2 separate regions of the Pan troglodytes genome follow, and region 2 is linked to region 1. The links are chromatin contacts, called in public HiChIP or PLAC-seq maps. All regions are on one chromosome and are shown on one strand. The core of a region is the stretch at or near the end of the contact, and the rest is flanking DNA. Distances in the headings are between cores, read along the strand shown.

Region 1 (6,856 bases), core at 2,616-5,115:
ATAGGAGTTGTCAAAAAGGATTGGCTGCTGCAGGGAGACAGAAAAGGATGAAACCTGAAGAGAGAGTTTTGGAAATTTTTTTTTTTTTTTTTTGAGACGGAGCCTCGCTCTGTTGCCCAGGCTGGAGTGCAGTGGTGCGATCTCAGGTCACTGCAGCCTCCGCCTCCTTGGTTCAAGCAATTCTCGAGCGTCAGGCTCCCGAGTAACTGGGACTACAGGCGTGCGCCGCCACACCAGGCTAATTTTTTTGTATTTTTAGTAGAGACAGGGTTTCACCATATTGGCCAGAATGGTCTTGATCTCCTGACCTCATGATCCGCCTGCCTCGGCCTCCCAAAAGTGCTGGTATTACAGGCGTGAGCCACCACGCCCGGCCAATGTGGGAAATTTACCCACTAGGTAATTGGCAACCTTGGAACAATCTGGCTGCAAAAGTTTAAAGAATGACTGTGTAGTGAAGACGTGAAGAAACGGAAGCAGCCAGCATAGACTGCTCTTTCAGAACTCTGGAAGTGAGAGGAACAGAAGCTCAAACATGATAGTAGAACGGAGAGATCCAGCAAACTGGCAGAATTTTCCAAGACCCCATGAGTTGCTCCATTTAAGTATTTTTTCAAAACGCGCATTTTGCACATGAACTAGTCATTTTCTTATTGTCCTGTTAAACTAAAACTGCACAATTCAACGACTAAAATGAATCCGAAATCTACACTTTGATTCTGCTCCTTAGAATCAAATGTCAGTCAACTAACGTTTTCTGTGTTCCCACTATGTGGCAAGCACTGTGCTGGATAGAAAAATGAGTAACACTTAATCCCTGGAAGAGCACACAATTTATCACAATACACAATAGCCCGGGACTGGAGCAGAGATCTGCACAAACGGCTCTAAAAGCCTTGAACTCTTGAGCTAAAATGTATTTTTACAAACTTTATAAAAATTAAACAGGGAAGAAATAAGATGTACTTTTGCAAAAATGTTATTAATTTCTAAAAGCCAAGAATGAGCTTAATGCAAACTTTTTTTTTTTTGGAGACTGAATTTCGCTCTTGTTGCCCAGATTGGAGTGCAATGGCACAATCTCGGCTCACTGCAACCTCCGCCTTCCGGGTTCAAGCGATTCTCCTGCCTCGGTTTCCTAAGTAGCTGGGATTACAGGCGCCCACCACCACACCCGGCTAATTTTTTGTATTTTTAATAGAGACGGGGTTTCACCATGTTGGCCACGCTGGTCTCGAACTCCTGACCTCAAGTGATCCACCTGCCTCGGTCTCCCAAAGTGCTGGGATTACAGGCGTGAGCCATCGCCCCCAGCCTAATTTAAATTCTTAAGTTAGGTATGGGCAACCTAATCATCAGTGGTATTCTCCTTTTCTATTCCTCTCTACTTTTCAGTGCCCTTTCTCCCTCTGATAATTCAGGGAGGAGGCAAAATGAAACACGCGTAGGCTCTCAAACCAGACAGACGTTGAGACTAAACCTATGCCCTGGAACTGCATAGCTGTGTGGCTCCTAGAGATCCCTTTTCTCAATCATAGAATAGTAATGATACCTACCCCACAGGCTTGGGCTAAGAATTAGGGGAAAAAATGTAAAAAGGCTGGCATAGAGTAAGCATACAATAAATGTTAGCTAATATTATTACTGCCATTTCAACAAGTGGTATTGCTCCGACTTGAAAACATTTTTAAGGCCAGGCGCGGTGGCTCACGCCTGTAATCCCAGCACTTTGGGAGGCCGAGGCGGGAGGATCATGAAGTCAGGAGATCGAGACCATCCTGGCTAACATGGTGAAACGCCGTCTCTACTAAAAATACAAAAAAATTAGCCGGGCGTGGTGGCGGGCGCCTGTAGTCCCAGCTACCCGGGAGGCGGAGCTTGCAGTGAGCCGAGATTGTGCCACTACACTCCAGCCTGGCACAATCTTTGAGACTCTGTCTCAAAAAAAAAAAAATTTGAGACTCTGTCTCAAAAAAAAAAAAAAAATTTAAGTGCTTCCATTTGAATGAGGGAAATTTTTTTCAAGGGCATGACATTTATATGTTACCACAGAAAAGCAGCTACGGAATTCCTATCAGAAACCACTCTGCTCAAATAATGGTGTTTAGGATAAGCCCTTAATAATAGTAAAGAACTAAGAAAATATAAAAGTATTATTATCATCATCACCACGTCCCACGTGGGACAAGCCAGTCTGATTTGTATTCTGGATATTGGTGAGTGTGTCTTCGTGCAAGTGGGCACTACACAGCCCTCCCACTACCTGCCTACAGCAATGCCGCACGCTGCAGAGACAATGCGCTAAAAGTTCCGCTCTATAAGAGGCATTTACACAACACTACCCAAAACACATCTGTACTTTCGAAGCCAAGATCACTGATGAGTCTCCAAATCAAGAGAAACCTTATACTACTGAAATCTCCCACAGCGAAGAGAGAAGTGGCCTCTATTAGTAAACTTTCACAAAATGCTTACGTCTATCATTTCTACACACTTTCTATATATACTTAACTGTTGGTGGGGGCACTAATGTTTCATTCACTGATTCTTGGCTTGTTTTATTCACTATGAAGAAATATCTTTGGCCAATTTTGTATAATTTTGCTTAAATTATAATACAAATGACCAACTTGAAATTCACCATCCTCTCGTTCAATCTCTAGCACTGATGCTAAAAAGTAATAAAACAGCCAAAACACATGAGAAAGCACGAACTTAAAGTCCCAGGCTGGTAACCTGAATTCCAAAGAATTCAGAATAAGCTGGTCCTTAAGGCGCTTGACTAGAGGTGACCGTTACTGGACGTCTTTAACCACTACAGCGTGTCTCGCTGGATCGGATGTCCAGCCTCCACAGCCGAATAAACCGGTAGTCTGGAACTGAAGGGCACCGGACCACGGGAAGGTGTAAAAACACTCTCCGTGCCCCTCGTTTCCTTGTCCAGAGTCTGAGCCGCCTCCCCAAGTGGCCGCACACGCAGGGCCCTGGCGAGGGGTGTGGAACGCATTCACCTTGTCACGCAGGTCCTGCACACAGGCCGGGACGCTGCGCAGGGACCCGAGGATCCGAGGCCTGACGCCTCCCTCTGCCACCGCCAGCCAGGGGCGGACGCGCCTCCGCGGGCTGGGAAGGTGTCCCCGCGCCGAGGCCCCCCGGAGACGGGAAGCGAACTCGACTCGGCTGGGCCAGCCCACCCGGAAGCCCTCCCCCAGCTCACACCTGCTGGCGCGTGACGCCCGGAGCCGCGCGCGCGCCCGCCAGTGCCTGCCCGGCCGTTCGGGGCGCCCCGGCCCGCGCGCCGGACGTCGCCCCGAGTCCCTCCCCGCCCCTCGACTCAAATCTCGGCGGCGCCCGCTCCCGCGGAGCGCGCGCTCAGCGCCGCCGGCAGCACCGGCCCCGCGCGCGCTCACGCCCCCTCCCCGGCCCGCTCCCCGCCCCACGCGCGCTCCCTCGCGAGGACACGCACACGCCGCGCCTCCGCTCACCGCCCCGGGCCGCGCCGCGCGCCCCCGGGGGCGACCTCGCCGACCCCCAGCCGCCCCGCGCCGTCCCGGCGGGGCGCGGGGGAGGGGAAGGACGGCGCGGCCGCCGCACCTCACTCACCGCCGAGCCGTGCCGGCTCCGAGTGCGCGGCGTTTCGCTGTGAGGCGAGGCGCGCAGTCCCCGCTTCTCCGCAGACTATGGAGGCGACGTCGTAGGGGGGACTGAGGGGCGCAGGGGTCACTCCCTCCCGTTTCGCCTTGCAGCAGCACGGGGACCCCAAAAACTAAAAACAAAATAAACAAACTTTCCCCTCCGCATCCCTCCCCCAAAACCACAACACAAACACTCGGGGGCCCGCCCAGAGCCCCACTCCATTGGCCGCAGGGAGGATGCTTCCGGCTCTCACTGGCTGACTTTTGTGCCCGTCAAGCTGTCGTTCCGCCCCTCCAATTCCTCGTTGCTGCCTTCGCCCCTCATTGGTTAAGTGCTTCCCGTTTAACGAGCTAGGATTGGCTGAGCTGCCTGAGCCAATCATGTGGGGACACACCCCCTCAGCATCCCAGAGGCCGCTTCCTCGGTCGAGGACCCAGAGAGACTCAGGGGAAATTAGAGCATGATGGCGGCCGAGGTCGCTTGGCGCAACCATCGTCTTTTTTTTTTATTTTTAGCTCATTAGTGCCTTGCCTCGGCGCTGTTTCCCTAAGCTCCTCTCTCCAACCAGTACTGCCCTATAACGGAATCCATACGCGCCGGCTCCTTGATTTATCCCCTCCGAAGTGCTGAGTGTGGGCTGGTTGTGCGTCATTGGACTGTCAGGATGTCACTCCCCAGTCAAATCTTCAAGCTATTGGTGGAACAGCAAGAAAGCCCGTCCAACAACAAGGGCTAATACCATTGGTTTGACTCCACTGTGTTATTTCCTGGCACCTTATTGGGCAAATAGGTGCGTCAGATCCGGATTCGCTCTGCTACGGTTAATTGTTTACTGGGGATTTGGGGTCAACTCTGGTTGTTTGGCCAGTAGTTGACGATAATAGTGACTCCCTTGCCTATTTTATGCCAAGTATTGGGCTGCTTTCTTCACAAACATTATCTGGTTAAACCTGGGAGTAATGCAGTATCCAGTTTTTATAGATGGGAAATTAAGGCTGGCGAAAGCTTAGAAAACTTGCCCAAGGTCATCCAGATACAGAGTCGTTGGTGGGCCTGGCATCTGGTCCTGGGTCAAACTGCAGAGACTTCACTCTTTTTATTATGCTTTAGTGCCTCCACCTTAGACAATGTAGTTGTCAGCCAACCTAGCATCTTAAAAACGTTTCATTTGGAACTCAAAGTCTTCAGTCAGTTTCTGGAAGTGACTTTGTTGGGGACTTACTATGGAGAGGTTGTCATTGCCTCCACCACATCTTCCTCCCCAGGACCCATTCCTCTCCCCTTTAAGTTAAGGTAGACATTTCTGCCTCCTTTTATGTGAAGCCTAGGCGCCACTCGCAACCCCTGACCAACCATCTACAACTCATTCTTTGGAGAGAGTCCTCAAGAGCTGGAAAACTAGGAGAAATCAAGTCTAAAGAGAGAGACAGAATAAATCGTCTTAGAAATGAATAATTTATTGCATGCAAAGAGAACAGCCCTTCAGCTCCTGGAAATCTTCCAGGATAATTGATGGTGAGCAAGACGTGTGCTCCTGGCTGGTGGCCACTGGGTTCTTTCCCTATAGCAGCATTCATCGAAGTGAATCCAACATTTCAGCCAGAGGAGGGCAGGATGCTTAGGACCCATTGCCAGTGAGCTTCTGCGACCGAAATGATCTCCAGGAGCACAACGCTGGACTCTAGCCCACATTCCATCTTGGGTAATTAACATTTTACCGTCCCAAATCCCCATCCCCTGTAGCTTCAGTGGGATCACCGCCCTTATTTCACTTCCTGATCCAAGCTGTTATGTAACCTCCTTGGCACTGCTTTAATAATAAAACAACCATTGTAACATAGTAACAATGCTCAACACTTAAGAGCCTTTCAGCAAATGAAGCCAAGGTATTTCATAAACGTCAATGAAGAGTAAGTGGCATGTATTCCTAGGGCAACTGCAAGAAGGACAGAAGAAAGATCATGCGTCAAATTCTAATATAGGTTGTAAGAACGTGAATCCTTAAAATTGTATGCACATACCCCATATTTGCCTTCCAGTATGGGGATTCTGAACTCAAAAACACAATGAATGAGAAACATTCAGAATCTAAAACCTTCCTAATCTTCAAAGTTGGTTGCTTGGACCCCTATTTTAGCACTTAAGTTGGTGCTTGACTTTCTGGGTAATTATTTGATACATTTCAGTTGTAAGTACCTTAAAGCAGATGGTTTCTTTTTCATCTCTGTGTCCTTCACATTGTTCTGATCGTAAAAGGCCCCCAAATAAATACTCAGTAAATGTTTAGTGAGCATGTCAGGCACTTTTACTAAGTTACAAAGGCTATGCAGATGAGTGATACACTCTCTCTTCCTTCAAGGACCTCAGTCGAGTAGGGGTGTCCAGCAGATAAGCAGATAACCATGATGCAGTGCTGTGAGAAGGTGCCCTGGAAGCAAATGGTAGGGACATGGGACTCCATCTCGGGAGGGACAGAAATGGCTTCCTGGAAGAAGTGAAACCTTCAAGGAGAACTAAAGAATGAGTTACGGTTAGCTGGCAAGAGACCGGTGATGTGTGGTGACCTACGACATTTGCTCTCTGGTGGCAGGGAGCAGAATGGGAATATCCAGAGATGGCCAAAGCCTGTTCTTCTTAGAATCTTTGTCCATAAAGGCCTCAGCAATTTGTCCACTCCACCTCATTGTGCCTTCCCTCCCAGAGACAAAACAAATGTCTGAAACCTTCTCCTATTTGCCCACTTGAGAATAGGAAAATAATTTCCAAATAAGATGGCCGTTTTTCTGATCATAAAAGTAACATTGAGGCCAGGCACATTGGCTTATGCTTGTAATCCCAGCACTTTGAGAGGCCAAGGCGGGAGGATTGCTTGAGGCCAGGAGCTTGAGACTAGCTTGGGCAACACAGGCAGAGCCCATTTCTACAAAAAGAAAGAAAATAAATAGTTGCGCATGGTGGCCTGCGCCTACAGTCCCAGCTACTTGGGATGCTGAGGTGGGAGGATTGCTTGAGCCTGGGAGTTCAAGGCTGCAGTGAGCCACACCACTGCACTCCAGCCTGGGCAATAGAGCAAGACCCTGTCTCAAAAAAAAAAAAAGTAACATTGAGTAAATATAATATTAACTCAATATTTAATATTCTGTATTTCAGACAATATAGAAAGTTATAAAGTAAAAGCCTCCCATAGTCTGTTACATCCAGACACTGTTAAGGAGACTAT
Region 2 (6,856 bases), core at 3,061-5,560, 590 kb before region 1:
ACCAGAGGTCACTTTTCTTTTTTTTTTTTTTTTTTAATTTTTTATTATACTTTAAGTTTTAGGGTACATGTGCACATTGTGCAGGTTAGTTACATATGTATACATGTGCCATGCTGGTGCGCTGCACCCACTAACTCGTCATCTAGCATTAGGTATATCTCCCAATGCTATCCCTCCCCCCTCCCCCCTCCCCACCACAGTCCCCAGAGTATGGTATTCCCCTTCCTGTGTCCATGTGATCTCATTGTTCAATTCCCACCTATGAGTGAGAATATGCGGTGTTTGGTTTTTTGTTCTTGCGATAGTTTACTGAGAATGATGGTTTCCAATTTCATCCATGTCCCTACAAAGGATATGAACTCATCATTTTTTATGGCTGCATAGTATTCCATGGTGTATATGTGCCACAGAGGTCACTTTTCTTACCATCTTGGCTTTGGTGGGTTTTGTCCGGCTTCTTTACCATAACATATTTTATTAGCAAGGTCCTTGTATCTTGTGCTGACCTATCTCATCCTGTGACTTAGAATGCCTAATCTCCTGGGAATGCAACTCAGTAGGTCTCAGCCTTATTTTACCCAGCCCCTATTTAAGATGGAGTCCTTCTGGTTCAAATGCCTCTGACAGTTCCCCAGAGGAAAGTGGAGTTCTCTTACCAAAAGAAAGAGAATGTTTACAGGGAAGGACACAAATAACACATGTCGCCAATAGATCCTGAAGGATGTCCGCATGAAGTCATTAGGACATGAAGTCACTGAGGCCTGATGGCAAGAAAAAGGGACTTATTCCCTACTGTTTTGTGGAGATGGGTCGAGGGTGTGGGAAAGAGGGTGAAGTGGGATTAGAAATGTTCAGTGAAGCTTTAGAGGATAACATTAGGATCTAGGGTCAGAGATAATTTTATTACTTTTTTTTTTTAGAGTTCGAGTCTTACTCTGTTACCCAGGCTGGAGTGGGGTCAGAGATTAGAGGGAGGCAGACCACCTATAAGAAATATATAAACCCTTTTTTTTTTTTTTGAGACGGAGTCTCACTCTGTCGCCCAGCCTGGAGTGTAGTGGCACGATCTCGGCTTACTGCAAGCTCCACCTCCCGGGTTCACGCCATTTTCCCACCTCAGCCTCCTGAGTAGCTGGGACTACAGGCGCCCGCCACCACACCCGGCTAATTTTTTGTATTTATAGTAGAGACGGGGTTTCACCGTGTTAGCCAGGATGGTCTCAATCTCCTGACTTCGTGATCTGCCCGCCTTGGCCTCCCAAAGTGCTGGGATTACAGGCGTGAGCCACCGCGCCTGGCTTTTTTTTTCTTTGAGACAGAGTCTCTCTTACTCTGTCACCCAGGCTGGAGTGCAGTGGTGGGATCTCGGCTCACTGCAATCTCCGCCTCCCAGGTTCAAGCAATTCTCCTGCCTCAGCCTCCCGAGTAGCTGGGATTACAGGTGAGCATCACCACGCCCAGTTCATTTTTGTATTTTTAGTAGAGACGGGGTTTCACCATGTTGGCCAGGCTGGTCTTGAACTCCTGACCTCAAGTGATCCTCCGGTCTCAGCCACCCAAAGTTCTGGGATTACAGGTGTGAGCCACCACATCCAGCCTAACCCTTTATATATACACAAAATATATATGTGTCTATATATAGTATATAAAATGAATACAATTTAAGTTGTCCAGAAAAAGTATAGAGATATTTGTGAGAGGGTGAGGTTGCCTGTAGTCTCTGCCATGAATGGGCAGATCTCTTTTCCCGTGACTAATAAAATACACTTGTGCCTCCTCCTTACCTGGGCTTTTTAAGGAGGGCTGTGTCTGGGTGGGTACTATCTGGAATGCCCCACCCTGGTCATGTTTTGGGGAAATCTGCCCCACCCCAATAATTCCAGTGGGGGTACTTTCTCCTCCGAGGCGCACTTCTGCATCCTCTTTTTTTTTTTTTTTTTTTTTTTTTTTTTTTAAATACGGAGTCTCGCTCTGTCGCCCAGGCTGGTGTGCAGTGGCGCGATCTCGGCTCACTGCAAGCTCCGCCTCCCGGGTTCATGCCATTTTCCTGCCTCAGCCTCCCGAGTAGCTGGGACTTGACAGGCGCCCGCCACCACGCCCAGCTAATTTTTTCTGTTTTTAGTAGAGACGGGGTTTCACCGTGTTAGCCAGGATGGTCTTGATCTCCTGACCTCGTGATCCGCCCGCCTCGGCCTCGGCCTCCCAAAGCGCTGGGATTACAGGCGTGAGCCACCGCGCCCGGACTGCATCCTGTTTTTGTTTTTTGTTTTGAGATGGAGTCTCACTCTGTCGCCCAGGCTGGAGTGCAGTGGCGCGATCTCAGCTCACTGCAAGCTCTGCCTCCCAGGTTCCGCCATTCTCCTGCCTCAGCCTCCCGAGTAGCTGGGACTACAGGCGCCCGCCACCACGCCCAGCTAATTTTTTCTGTTTTTTAGTAGAGACGGGGTTTCACCGTGTTGGCCAAGATGGTCTTGGTCTCCTGACCTCGTGATCCGCCCGCCTCGACCTCCCAAAGTGCTGGGATTATAGGCGTGAGCCACCGCACCCGGCCTGCATCCTGTTTTAGTCACCTGGGATACCGGCCTGGCATTGCAGTCACCGCAGTACGTGCCTTAGCATCCTCCAGTTTGGTGTAAGCACCCCCAGGGTAGTGACTGTATCTCATCTAGCTTACCCCCTCAGTGTTCTTACTCAAAAAATATTTATCGAATAAATAATTTTATCAGGTATTTTGTGCAAGAATTTTTGCCTTGGGGAAGGTGTGTGTGACTAAGAGCCCACGAGGATCCCGTCTAACTCCAAGATTCTGCGACCGGCATTGGAAGCTGATTTATAGTGAGTAATTGGGAATACCCAAGGCCACTTTGACTTTTGCCGCCATTGGATAGAGCAGCACCCTCTCCCACCCTCCCTCTGAGTTCACCCATGGGCAGTCCCAGAAGCCTTTGATGGGGAAAAGGGGGTCATAGTGAGAATTTACCTTGGAATGTAAAGTGAGCGGCCCCTTTTCAGTCTTTGCATCTTCACGCGGGTCCGCCCCAAACCTAGAAGAACGCCCCTGACCCCTTCTTCTTCTATCTACTGTTACTCCTTCCTCTGACTCTGGTGACCCCATCCCGGACGCCTTCCGGAAAGCGCCTCCCCCTTTTCCACCCCATCGAGTTGGGGTTATTTCTCCTTTTCTGGGCTCTCTCCCATTGCTGGGGAGGAAGGCGGATACGAAGGGCCTGCATGACCGCGGCTGTCATCACAGTGGGCCTGGCTTACCTTGTTGCTCTCTCCCCTTTTGCCTTTCTCCTTTCTCCCTGTTGCAGTCATGGACTTCACTCATAATACATATACATATACATATGCATATGCACATGCACATACACATACACATACATATACATATACATGTTTTTAAATCGGGCAGCCACCCGCTCCCCGCCCTCAGCCCGGAATAGGTTCAGAGAGGTGCCCGGGTTCACTTGCGGAGCGTGTGGCCTCTGCGCCTAACGCGCGCCCCTTCACTACACGAATGGGTGCGGGCAAGGGTATAGGATTTTAGAATTCCAAGAGTTGTCGGGGGTCATCCCGTGGAATCCTCTCTTTTGCAGATGCTCTTCCTGGAGTCTTCCGATGCAAGCTCTTGGGCTCACGCAGCCCTTTTCCTCTTCTAAGCCCAGAGCGCTTTCGCTGCTGCTGAGCTCCACGGCCTCGGCAGATAGGGAGGGGCAGGCAGGTGTCAGTGTCCTCCCTTTCACCGTTGGGGAAACTGACTCAGAGAAACAAGGCGAGGGGCCTCGGCGGGGCGGGACCGTAACGGGAATTCAAGGCTCCAGGCCAGAGCGGAATTTATTGTGTCTGGTTTTGGGAAGCGTGAATGTGAAATGATCGACTTCGGAGCCCCAGGCGGAGACCCTTCAGTCCCCGACAAGAATCGGGATGGGGTCTGGGATTAATGCAGTAATTACTCGCGCCTGGGCATTGACCCCTTGGCAACTTGGCAAGATCCGGCAGGGTCCACCGCCCTTCCCTTCACAGGGTGACCACAGGGCTGCGGCCTCTTTAAGGCCCAGCGCTCCGCCCCCGGCTCGTCGCCAACCCCCTCGCCGCAGCTCAGCCAGTTCCAGACTTTCCTCAGAGATGAGGTCATCTCCCCGTTGCCCATTGGCTGCGCCGTGCCGTCAGTCACAGGAAGTCAGGCCGCCGTCTTCGCCTTCTTCATGCCGCTTCCTTCTCCGCCCGCCCCTTAGTCCGCAGATCACGACCCGATCAGGCCTCTGATTGGCTAGCGCCGCCGTCACTTCTCCAGCGGACAGTCTTCAGGACGGGAGGCGGGCGTGGTGGGCGGGCCCGCAGCTTCCGTGGCTGAGAGGAGCCGGCGGCGGCAGTGTCTGTGGTGGCCGCGGCGGCGAGAGCGACGGTCCCATCTTTCCCACCCTCTCGGTTGCCGCTGGCCACACGCCCTCCGCTGGCGGCGACTTCTCAGCTCCGTGCGCCCGGGCTGGACAGTGAGCCTCGAGAGGAGACGCGGGCGGCTAGAGCCGGAGTGGGGCGAGCCGCGGAACCCGGCCGGGAGCCGCGCGAGGCGGTGAGTGAGAGTCCGGGTTGGGGACCCCTCCCCCACCGCGGCCTCGCCCCGCCTGGAGCATCCTTTTTCCCCCCCGACCCTGCTGCGCGCGTCCTCGGGGGGGTCGGGCGAGGCGGCCCTCGCGTCCCCGGCCCTCTTCTCGCCGGCCTTCTGCCCCTGCCCTCGGGGCCAGAGTCGCAGAGCGGCGGTCACTGTGCCGGGGCTGGGACCCGGGCCGGGGCCGGGGCCGGGGCCGGGCCGGGCGGGCGCGGTCGTGCACCTGTGCACTGCCTGGCAGGGCTGTGCTGCGCGGGGCGGGGAGGCACGGAGGTCCTCGCCCTCGCTTCTCCCGGGATGTGTTTTGATTGCAGGGATGGGGTGTCGGCCGCTTTCTCTGGGGTCTTGTGCAGACCTTCAGGATCCAAGTGCAGTCCTTGGGATTCCCAGGCAAGGAGGCTCAGCTGGACTTGTTGGTGCCAGTATAGCAAACCTGAATGCTGCCAGGTGTACAGGGCTCTGCAAATCTGAAACTTGATGGCCAAGAACTTTACCTCCTAAGAAAGCGTCTGTCAGGACGCTGATTGCAGTCCACCCTCCCCGCTTCGGGTACCTTTGATACTCCATAGTGCCTAGGGCTGGACCTTTTGAGTCGACTCCCAAACCTGCCACTTGCTAGCTGTGTAATCTTGTGCCTTGGTTTCCTCGTCTGAAAAATGAGGATAATAGCACCAATCGCATACAGCTGTTTGTTGTAAGTGTCGAATGAAATAATTCACGTGAAGCGTTTGACACAGTGCTTGGCCCATAGTAAGGGCCCAAGAAATGTTTGCTTTTGGGATGTTGAGAATGCCTGGTTTGCCTGTGTGCCTTTAAGCACTAGCCCAGCTAGGCATTGTCAAGATTTCTCTCTGTTGTCTCCCTGTTATGCAGCATAACGAAAGGGCAGTTGAATGGTTAACTGCTTGCCAGCCTCTGTTTGGCATGAAGTGTGTGTATATACAGGAATGTGGAATACATCACTTAAATATAATAATGGAATTACCCCATGCTTCATATGTTTTTGCATAGTTTTAAACTCATAAGACGTCTGGAATGTCCCCGAGTTGCAAGTTTTTGAGATCTTTTCAGGGTCCTTTCTACATCAAGCCGAAGCCTGTAACTCAAGATTTATTGTCAATAAGAAGTTAAACCTACATGTTTTACTTCAGAAGACCCCCAAAACTCCAAATGTCACTTACGCAGTTTTACTGTTGAAAAGCAGTCATCTCCCGGGGGTGAGGTGGTACAGCCAGCTGGCCCGCAGCCCTATGACTGCAGGGTGGGGAACCTTTGGCTGGAAGTTATTAAACTAAGTTTTGCTTAATGTCGTTTGCATTTTTCATAGCGAACCAAAGGGCTTTATGTTACTGTTTCTTATTGAAATGATTTAGAAAGAAGCAATCCATTACTGCGTTCTTTAAAAACACCTGCAAAGAAAAAATATCTGTAGTTTAGCTCTAGTGTTTGTTTCAGTTTTTGGCCAATAACTATTAAGAAGAGCCCGTTTTTAAGAAGGCTTCCAAAAGTCACATCCACTTGAATAAGTTATTTAGAGTCAAATCAAGAGAGGTGGAAGAGTAATATGTATCCCATCACCCAAAAGTATTTATTGGAGAGTTTCCATGTCCTTAGTACTCTGCCAGATGCTATTAGGGAGTGATTAAAAAGAGTATGAAATAGAATCTCAGCCTATAAAGGGCAAAACCATAAAGTTTGGGTCACCCGTTAGTAATTACAAGTACTACCTAAGGGATGACTTCATTTATTCATTCAACAGACTTTTTGTTCCATGTTTGTAACGTGCCAGGTGTTTTTCTAAGGGCTGGGGCTGTCAAGATAAGTGAGATATGGTCCCTGCTCATGAGGAGCTCACAGTCTAGTGGGAGAGGCAAAAAATGACAGATGATTGTAACGCGCTGAAATACACTCTAAATCCAGACTTCACTGGGAGAGTCAAGGGAGCTTTTCCTGTGGATGTATGGGAAGGCTTCAAAGAAAATGGCATTTGAGCTGAATGTTAACTCAGATGAAGGAGAGGAAATTCCAAAGAGAAATAACAGCTTGGAAAGGTTTCCTGATAGGCTGGGCACAGTGGCTTACGCCTGTAATCCTAGCACTTCGGGAGGCCAAGGCAGGAGGATCACTTGAGGCCAGGAGTTCGAGTTGAGACCCGCTTGGGCAACATAATGATAGCTTGTCTCCACAAAAAAGTTAAAGAATTAGCAGACGTGGTGGCTTGCACCTGTAGTCCCAGCTACTCAG

The links. HiChIP or PLAC-seq counts read pairs in DNA pulled down with a chosen protein or histone mark.
Region 2: an H3K4me3 HiChIP or PLAC-seq map of stem cell-derived excitatory neurons shows a contact between it and region 1, with 2.3 times the contacts expected there. The contact joins the promoter of MRTFA here to the promoter of TNRC6B in region 1. A contact is called at or near these places in 1 of 7 Hi-C or Micro-C datasets (stem cell-derived neural progenitor cells) and 1 of 1 datasets of contacts at active chromatin or transcription factors (stem cell-derived excitatory neurons).

Annotation. Positions count from the first base shown.
Region 1 is chr23:42,039,146-42,046,001 of NHGRI_mPanTro3-v2.0_pri, reverse strand. TNRC6B (trinucleotide repeat containing adaptor 6B) reads right to left here and starts at 3,865. Exons shown (of 25, transcript XR_010156023.1): 1 at 3,604-3,865.
Region 2 is chr23:42,629,527-42,636,382 of NHGRI_mPanTro3-v2.0_pri, reverse strand. It overlaps MRTFA (myocardin related transcription factor A), which reads left to right and starts at 4,310. Exons shown (of 14, transcript XM_016939226.4): 1 at 4,310-4,576.